Regions from separate parts of the Gossypium hirsutum genome. Here regions 1 and 2 are each linked to region 3. Evidence: chromatin contacts called from public Hi-C data. All regions are on one chromosome and are shown on one strand. Each heading gives the region's core, a stretch centred on a gene start, on an enhancer-like site or on the middle of the called end of the contact. The rest is flanking DNA. Distances are from core to core; before and after follow the strand shown.

The links. A called contact is a pair of places that touch in the nucleus more often than the background predicts.
Region 1: a contact with region 3 is called in a Hi-C map of leaf, with 2.8 times the contacts expected there. The contact joins two enhancer-like sites. A contact is called at or near these places in 2 of 34 Hi-C or Micro-C datasets (both in leaf).
Region 2: a Hi-C map of leaf shows a contact between it and region 3, with 2.9 times the contacts expected there. The contact joins the promoter of LOC107960003 here to the enhancer-like site in region 3. A contact is called at or near these places in 4 of 34 Hi-C or Micro-C datasets (callus and leaf).

What each region holds. Positions count from the first base shown.
Region 1 is chrA05:79,015,290-79,018,405 of Gossypium_hirsutum_v2.1, forward strand. No RefSeq gene overlaps it. Among protein-coding and RNA genes, the nearest start is that of LOC107960007, 25 kb to the left of the region's middle. Within about 2 kb of position 1,667, at least 8 of the 9 cell types and tissues checked have an H3K27ac peak or open chromatin away from gene starts, as enhancers often do. A contact at or near this core is called in leaf, where this site is marked.
Region 2 is chrA05:78,799,372-78,802,508 of Gossypium_hirsutum_v2.1, forward strand. LOC107960003 reads right to left here and starts at 1,370. Exons shown (of 5, transcript XM_041112490.1): 1 at 881-1,370; 2 at 666-789. The coding sequence starts at 1,076.
Region 3 is chrA05:78,920,128-78,923,583 of Gossypium_hirsutum_v2.1, forward strand. No RefSeq gene overlaps it. Among protein-coding and RNA genes, the nearest start is that of LOC107960005, 31 kb to the left of the region's middle. Within about 2 kb of position 1,489, at least 8 of the 9 cell types and tissues checked have an H3K27ac peak or open chromatin away from gene starts, as enhancers often do. A contact at or near this core is called in leaf, where this site is marked.

The DNA of each region.
Region 1 (3,116 bases), core at 417-2,916, 95 kb after region 3:
AACAAAGAACCCTCAAACGTAAACACAAAATTCTCTGAATGTGTTATGAGTTCTAATCTAATGGGTGTCTCTTTTTAATTCTAAGATTGTAAAGGAGCCTATTTATAGGCTAAATTAGTAAATCAAATAAACTATACTAATAAATGCTAAATATATTATACTAATAAATACTAAATCTTCTAGAAAGAAAATATATTTTTGTTTAACTTGACTTGCAAGCAATCTCTTAGAATTTGGGTCACACAATTCTAACATGGAGAAAGGCCTAATTTGGAAGGTTGGTACTGGTACTAGTATTTCAATTAGAAATGATATATGGATTCCAGATTTTAGGAGTTTAAGGCTATCGACCGTTAATGGTGATTTGCGTGTTGATAGTTGCTGAGCTAATCAATAATAATGAAAGAAATTGGAATAGAGAACTGATAGCCAATACCTTCCCAGAAGAAGTAGCTGAACTGATCCTTCATATCCCTTTGGCGATGGAACCTCATAGTGATTTTCTGGCTTGGACCGGAGAACCTTCAGGAGAGTATACAGTTCGGAGCGCCTACAAACTATTACAAAGTGGGGATCCTAGAGCTTATGCTGTACAGAACGTCTATAGTGGTTTTTACAAAAAAAACTTTGGTGCCTAGATCTACCTACTAAGATTAAAATTACAATTTGGAAAATTACCTGGAACTATCTGCCTACTCGGGTAAACATGCAACTTAGGAGACTAGCAAACAACACAACATGCTCTCGATGTGGTGTGGAAGTAGAAACAATGGATCACCTATTTCGCAAATGCTATGTGTCAGTGGCAGTGTGGGAAACACTGCCTGTATTTAATTTTACACAGTGGACAAACCTAGAGTTTGAGTAGTGGCTTACCTAAGTGTTTGACTCTCTCTCATGATCAGTGTAGAATTTTCTGTAGTGCGCTTTGGGTCATTTGTGGAGACCGAAACGCTCGGATACATGAAAACACAAACAGACCAGGTCAGGAGATAGCAAAATATGTTCCAAGTTACCTACAAGAACTTAAGGGGGCTGGTAGAAATACCCATATTACTCCTAATGTTGAAATTAAGTGGACTCATCCATCTGGGTAGGCTGTTAAAATAAATTTTGACGGGGATTTTAACGAGAGGAATCACCAATCGGCGTCAGGAATTGTGGTCAGAGACAGTAAGGGCCTCGTTATCATTTCTTGTTCAGAACTCCACAGAGGGGTGGCTTCTCTTCTTGCTACGGAAGCTCTAGCTTGTCGAAGGGCTACCCAGATTGGCCTCGAAATGCAAAGATCAGAAGCCATTATAGAAGGTGATTCACTATCGATAATAAAGAAATGCAAGGAAATAAAGCTAGATAAATCGCAAATAGGGGCTTACATTCACGATATTCAAGAGATGAAGTCTAGAGCCCGTAAGTTAAGATTTGAGTATATCCCAAGATCAGCGAATGGTCTAGCCCATATTTTAACAACAGAATCGCTGAAGAGGAAAGAAGAGATGTATCTGATTGAAAGTTTACCAAGTTATGCAGAAGGTCTGATGAGAAGGGAGAGGGTAAAAGAACCAGATCGAAGAAATAAAGAGAAGGAAGAAAGGGGAAGAGTCTCAAAACAAAACAGATCAGTAGTCTTTGTGATAAGACCCCCTTGGGAACTGACGTCGCCATTAAAGATAGAAGTGACAGATGAGATGGAAAGTCAGGCGTCAGAATATCTGATTGGGCAAGTAGGCAGTGGCTTAAATGAGTTCTTTAGATTTTTCTCTTAGAAGTAGATCTGTTTTTTTTTTCTTGTTAATGATTTATTTAGTTTCTTTTCAAAGTGGATTGGTTTTTTCACGGGCCAAATTTTGTCTTGGGCCTACTTTTAAGTTTAGCTTGTTTTCTGTAAACTTTTTTGATCTATTTTAAAGCCCAATCTGATTATGATTCAAAAATAAAATAAAATCTATGGTTAAGATTAAAACATTATTCTAATTTTAAATATGCCTTTGTTTTTATATTTCCTTTTCCTTTTTATCTTCTTCCTCAACCATTAATTAAGATACTAACAAAAAAATTGTAAGTGCAAACAAAAAAAAAATCTCACCAGTTTCCACTAGGACAATGGAGAAATTCATCACTTAATCTTTATTTACCTTCTTTTACTATTTAAACTAATTTTTTTCATGAGTATGAAATTTCTAATTAAATTATTTAATTCTCATTATCATGGATGAAGTTAGAAATTCTTTTTAGAGGAACGAAATTAGTTTATAATTTTTATTATAGTAAAAATGTAATTTTAACATTTTAATAGTCTATATTTTTATAATTTTTAAAGGATTAAATCAAGATTTTATTATTTTTAAGAGAGTAAAGTGTAATTTTCTCTTTACTAATTTAAAATTTTAAAAATTTTAAAGAGTCAAAATGAAAAAGTTTTTGTGAAAATAAAATAAAATAAAATAAAATAAAACAAAATAAAGAACATACAGATTTTACGTGGAAACCCTTTCGGGAAAAAAAACCACAGGCAGAGGAAAAGAAAATTCACTATGTTGAATTCGAATGAAATACAAGAGGAATAGACTATGTCTATTTATAAGCTTCTAAAGCCATATTATAATAATATTGAAACACCTTATTCTAATCAATATAAAATAGATGGAGTTTAATAAAGTTTAAAAAACCTTATTCTAAAATAAAATAAAAGAAGTGTAGTTTTATATGAATTTTACTTTTATTTTATTTTACCACTATATTTTATTTAAATAATGATTCAGGTCATTTAATTCTAACAGTTTTCATTTTAAGAGGTTGCTGCTTTTAATCCATATTATTTTTTCACAAATGCTATTCTAAACGTATTTAAACATTGAAAATGAAATGTAGCCCAAAAATAATCATAAGTTGAAAAACCATTGTGTATTTAAATTTTAAATTTCACCTATCATATAATTCCTTCTTCCATTAAATGGATGCATTTCTTTTTCTTTTTTCTTTTATAATTGATTTGCAAAATATCTATGAGGTGAGAATTAACCTATTGAATGCTAATGGTGAAAAAAGAAGATAAATATAGATTAAAAATGAACTTGTCTCCATTATTTTGGAAGGTGGAAGAAATTTTTTTTATC
Region 2 (3,137 bases), core at 120-2,619, 120 kb before region 3:
AAAACTGAAGTTTGAATCCCCAAAACATGACTGCAATCGATTCATCAAAAGAAACCATAACAAATCATCACTAATATTATATTTCAAAATGGCCAACTGAAGTTTAGAAAAAATAAATGCTCTAGTTGCCACTAGCGACTCCAGGGCACATTTTAAAAGTTCCCATCACAACGATCAAATTATTAACTTAATCAATTAAACATGCCACCAATAATTATAACCCTTCTTACTAGTTTTTTGCCTTTTTCTTCCTATTGCCTTAAAAATACATTGGACAAGATTAAGTAAATTATACGAAAACCTGCCAATAACTGATAACAAAACTAAGCTAAGCATGAATATGATTTATAAAATCAAGGCTCTGTTTGGTTGTTGCCAATGCTTCTGCCTTTTGGTAATTATTCTTTATACTTCTTATTTCCTGAAAGCTAAAAGAAATCAATATCAATATTAAAATTAAAGATAAAGAAATATCTAAACTGAAAGCTAATTCTAATATAATTGCTCCGCATCTAAAAAATAGTAAAGATATTACAATTTTAATCCTTCAGAATTTTTATTCACTTCTAGATCGAAAGGCGCCTTTTTGCAGTTTGGTTTCAGCCAAACAATACCTTAAATTAAATTAAATTAAATTAAATTAAAGGAATAAACAAACAAATTACCAGTCATAATCATTTTTATCACCATCAGAATTAAGAAAATCATCGGCAGCGGCAGCCGCTTTTCTCGGCGGAGTCGTTGTTGATGCTGAAAGATTAAATATCGGTGAAGTTCCAGGTTTAGATCCTACAGTTTCAAGAAATTACCAAATTACCAAAAATTAAAATTAAAAAGAAAAAGTGCCCTAGAAAAGTTGAAGAAATTTTAGAAACTTCACCTAATGGAGCGTCGAAGTCCTCATAGGAGTGATTAAGAAGAAGATCACTCTGTTCTTTCTCACGTTTTCGCATCTCGAGAAACAATGCAAGCTCTTCTTCTTTCTCTTTCATCATCGAAGCTCTTAATTGTTGCCGTTGTTTCAACACCGCCGCTTGCATTGCCGTTTCTTGCTGAGCCCTAAAGCTCCGATTCATCTTTCACCTCCTCAAATTTTACTCCTCGCGGATCAAAATAAGCCTTATCTTGTTCTTCTTCTTTCTCAGCTCTAAACGCAGCGCGTCCAAAAAGTGTTCGGTGAAGCTTGGGAGCTGGGAATGGCGAAACGACAATGGCGGAGAGTGGTGAGGAGTGCAAATAATAGGAAGGAGGGAAGGGTGAAATAGGAAGAGCAAAAGAAATCTTAAATGACGGAACAACTGTAATCTTCAGCTCTCCTCCTCTTTCTCTCACTTAAAGCCTACGTTTTTTGAGATTTTTGCTTTTAGGTGGATGGAATAATCACAATAATGCCCTCTGTTTTTAATTATATTTTCTTTTTATTTATTTTTTGTATTTATGTCCGTATTGTTTTATTCACCATCTTCGTTCTTATCTTATGCCCATATTGATAGATTCCTTGGGCCTCAGGCGATCAATTTTACCTACCATTATAGGATTAACATAATTTTGATTCGGATTTTGTTGCCATTTTTTATTTTTAAGTTAAAAAGTCACATTTGAAAAAACAAAATAAACAAAATAAAATAAAATGAAAGCTACTTGTTTGTTTCAGTTTGCTAGCCCTTAAGACTTGTTTAAATAGTTGAGTGAAATAATGAGGAAGCCATTCATCTATTTTGGTTCACGTGCCATTGGAGCCACTTGTAGCTTAGTTTTGAAGTTGTTTTGATTTGGTTGGAAACCATTCTCACCGTCTATTTTTGGAGGTTTGAGTATGGGTTAGTTGGACCTGATTTTTGAGTGTTGAATCTATACACTAAATCTTGCGATTCCAATTTTGGGAATAAAAAGAATACAAATATATTTTTAAAATTAAACTATAGCTCATTTCAACTTTAGCTTAATGTTAAACAGCATCACTAGCAATGTTTATGTTGTTTATATTTGGTCTATTGATCTGGTTAATTGTTTTTTGTTGATTTATTAATTGAGTCTTTAATCAATGTTTAATTTAATCAGTTGGTTTTGTTTTCTAGCATAGTGGTTTGTCATGGGATATCTTTAGTTTTAAGGATAGTGGCTTGTTATGGGATACGTCTCTAGTTTTAAAGATAATAGTTTGTCATAGGATGTAAGCCTATATAAGGCATTCAGTTGGTTTCAGAAATTATCGATCAGTTTAGTTTAGCTTCCCTTATTTTTATTGTTTTCTTATGTTATCTGTTGCGTGTTCTACATCATGATATCCGAGCTAGGTTTCTGTATCGTTTGATGTGTTTCCTCTTGGCAAAATGAGTGACCTTCATGTCATAGGTGGAGTTAAGAAACTCAATAATCAAAACTACAAATCTTGGTCAACATGTATGACGTCATGCTTGCAAGGCCAAAACCTGTGGGAGGTGGTGAACGGAAGCAAAATCACGTAACTAGTGGCAGAGCCTACAAGTGATATGATGCGGAAGTGGAAGATTAAAGAGGGCAAAGTAATGTGCGCTTTGCATATGACAGTTGAAAAAGACGTGCTGGAGCACATCCGAGATGTCAAAACTCCTAAAGAAGCGTGGGATACATTGGCAAGTTTGTTCTCCAAGAGAAACGACACGAAGCTTCAACTTCTTAAGAGCTAATTTTTGTTGATGGTGTAACATAACATGACAATCTTGCAGTATTTTTCACAAGGTGAAGCCGTTATGCTGAGATGGTTCGTGACGAAATGTGCAATTGTACACAATCATTATCAAGTAATACGTAAGTATTAGATTTATTGTCTCCACAAGGACTGTGTTTAAATCAATAATTGTAAAATTATTATTCATAAATTGGTTAAGGAAAACATATAATTTTGAGTGATAGGTGTCAAATTAAGTTAATTAACTAAATGAAAGTTAACCTAAATACAAATAAAATGAAATGCAAGGTGATGGTTTAGCAACAATTTTCACTAGTTAACAACAATAACATAACTAAACTAGAATAATTACAACATTTGACTTAATTCATTTTTCATCATGCCTAACAATGTTCCAAAAAAATTCCATGGCAACTTGATTGTTCATTAACTTGGAATCTAATATAAGTTCTTTCAAAATCTTATA
Region 3 (3,456 bases), core at 239-2,738:
AACTGGAATATAAAAAACAGAGAAGGTAAACTCAATTTGCTATTCTTTCAATTCATGAAATTTGGAAAAGTAAACTTGTTTTCATTCCTACAAACGTACCCTATATACACATGGCTTCTACTGTTAACCACTGAATTATAACAATATACCTACTAAACAGTTTTAACCTCTACAACTACTATTTTGTTTGTAACTCCCTAAACTACTAATTGATTTTAACAAATTCTTCAACTATAAACTTTGTTAATTATGATATTTTAATATTCACCTATCTACTCCACTTTCGAGACCCGCAAAAGTTGTCGAAGTTTACAAAAATATGAAACTGATAATGGTTTAGTAAGGATGTTCGCCACTTGGTCACAAGAGGGTACTTTGCCGACGATAAGAGATCAATCGCCAACCTTCTCACAAACAAAAAATAGATCAAGATCTACATGTTTAAACTTTGAATAATCGCTCCGAAATTGCTTAATGTCTTTCCCAAATTGAGTTTTTACCATATTCTGAAATTGACTAAAACACTCAACAGCTTGAGATTTGAGTTGAATAAGAAATATCCATGTAAACTTACTGAAAACATCAACAAATGAGATATAATACCAACTATTACCACAGTTAACTACTGTTGGTCCCCATAAATCTAACACAACCAATTCAAATGGAACAATATATACTGTAGTTGAACTCAAAAATGGCAACTTGTGAGACTTTCCCTTTTGACAAGCAAAACATACATGATCAAATTTATTTTTATTCGCAACAATATTACATGTCTTTAAAACTGAGCTAACAACACAAGCTGAAGGATGTCCTAGACGACGATGCCAAACTTCAAATATTTCATCACTCAAAGAATCCAACACTAAGATGATATTATGTGTGCACGGAGTCATATGAGCAGCATTTTTGATTACCGGTGAGAACCTATAAAGCCCATCATGAGTGTGGCCCGGCAATAAAACGTCCTGAGAATCACACAGTGAAACAGGTGAAACTATAAAAAAAACATTATTCTCTCGAGCAAATTGTGAGGCGGATAGCAAATTTTTTCGAATAGTTGGCACATGTAAGACATTAAATAAATGAAGCAATTTATTTTGAGTAGCTAACGTAGAACGACCCACATACTCGATTTTAGCATTCGTACCATCAGCTATTAAAAGTGCAATATTACCTGAATACGGAGTGGATTTATCTAATGCCGATGCGTCTTTAGACACATGATGAGTTACTCCCGAGTCAGAATACCAAAAATCTATATTATTATTTTTCACGAGTGAAGGAATATACGGCTCCTCGGACCTAAATGCTTTAGTTCCAAATTTTGATCCAACACCATAACCGGATGAATTTGCACTGGTCTCACTTCCATTTGAAAACTCAAGCCCAGTAACATCAAGAATTTGTGAAAGACCGAATCATGATGAGGACTACATAAGTGGGCCTTGAACGAATGGTCCCACACCGGCATCATGATTCGGACCTTGGAAAACTCTCGCTGTAAGTTTTGTAGATCAATTGCGACACACTCCATTTCCTACATGCGGCCTATTTCCATTTAAACTTCTTGGCTGCCTATTTCCATTAAAGCCTTGTGGATGTCTATATCCATTACCACTTTGTGGCCTAATTGCCGATGGCCCACTTCCATTGTGACCATATAATCCAAACCTTAAAGACCCAAAACTCATATGGTTAACAAATAGACTAGGGTCTTGAAAGCATACCATATTTTCCATTAGGGTTATACCGTTCATGTGTGGCAGCAGCCAAAGGCGAGCCAAAATCCGTACCAGTGGTCAAGCTAGCAATCAGACGCCTTTCATGATTAAGCCACTGGTCCATTGTCACCGAAGAACTCTCAAATGGTCCATTATCCTTTAGATCTGCAACGAACCTTATTGTTTCATCAACAGGGTTCTATTCGTAGGTTTCTAGAGAAGACACCAACATCGAAGGTCCATCATGACGCTGGTCGAACCTTTAGTAGCATCATTGCGCTAAATGGCCACTCCTTCCATAGAGCTAACATTGTACTCGTCCGTATGCACTCTTTTCACGGCTATCGGAGATCACTCGTTTGCCCCTCATCGTGGAATCCATGGACAGGAATGATGAGCTAACATCATGGCTCAGCATGTTTTCTTGAATAGAGGTTTCTGTCACCATCCTCTACTGTCAGCTTTTGTGCTCTAATAAGATGTCTACTAGTCACCGCAACGGGAAAGGCTTCAATGAGAAAGAGGCTAGAGTGACCGTCGCATCAAACTCCAGCGAGAGCTTCGCAAGAATGAATTCTAGTTTTTTCGATTCAAACACTAAATGCCTAGAAGCTTCTAACAGTGCACAAGTATTATGGATTTTTGAAACATATTCTTTGATTGTGTGAAATCCTTTCTTGATTAAACTTAATTCGTGTTGAGTTTAGACACTTTTGCTCTCGATGCGACCACAAACATTCGATTTGCAATCTCCCACACATCGCTAGCCTAGTGAATCCTTGTAAAACACGATAAAAGAGAGTTGTTAATCATGGACAAGAGCTACGAAGCAAGTAATTTGTCCTACTGCTGAAACACTATAAAATCAGGGTTTAAACACATTTTCCTTTCTTGATCTAGGATAAAATGTGGAGGTACTGGAATAGATCCAGTCACATAGCCGGTAAGACTATAACCCTCAAGTATTAATTTCAAATGTTGTTGCCATTATACAAAATTATTATCTTCTAACCTTATCCTTTCATGACGAGGAAAATTCTGAATAATACAAGATCTCACGGACTCGAAATGGCACAAAACTACAAGACTCAGAGTAGGAGTGGACGAGATCGGAGGCACGCTATTGGAAGCAAAATTTGATTCAATAGACATTGTGTTAATCGTAACGGAAGGCGCCTAAGATCATGCAAAAGATACCATGAAATGACTGAACTATTCTTAAAGAAATCAAAGGAAAATAGAACAATAATAGAAACTGGAATATAAAAAACAAAGAAGGTAAACTCAATTTGCTATTATTTCAATTCATGAAATCTGGAAAACTAAACTTGTTTTCATTCCTGTAGATGTACCCTATATATACATGGCTTTTATTGTTAACCACTGAAGTATAACAGTATACTTGTTAAATAGTTTTAACCTCTACAACTGCTATTCTATTTGTAACACCTTAAACTACAAAGTAATTTTAACAACTTCTTCAACTAAAAACTTTGTTAATTCTGATTTTCTAATATATGTCCTCACAAACACCGATTGAGCCACCTCTTATTGTTGCAAAGAATTATCAACAACCTAAATAACCTGCATAACAGAATGTGTATCATCTTTCCAAACTAGTTTCAATACAACCAGAGACTCCAAAGAAAATAAAGATGACGACGCATCTTAGACAAATCAGAGCATTAATCAGCAACACGATGAGCTGCTGAAGCTCTTCACCATCTTAATT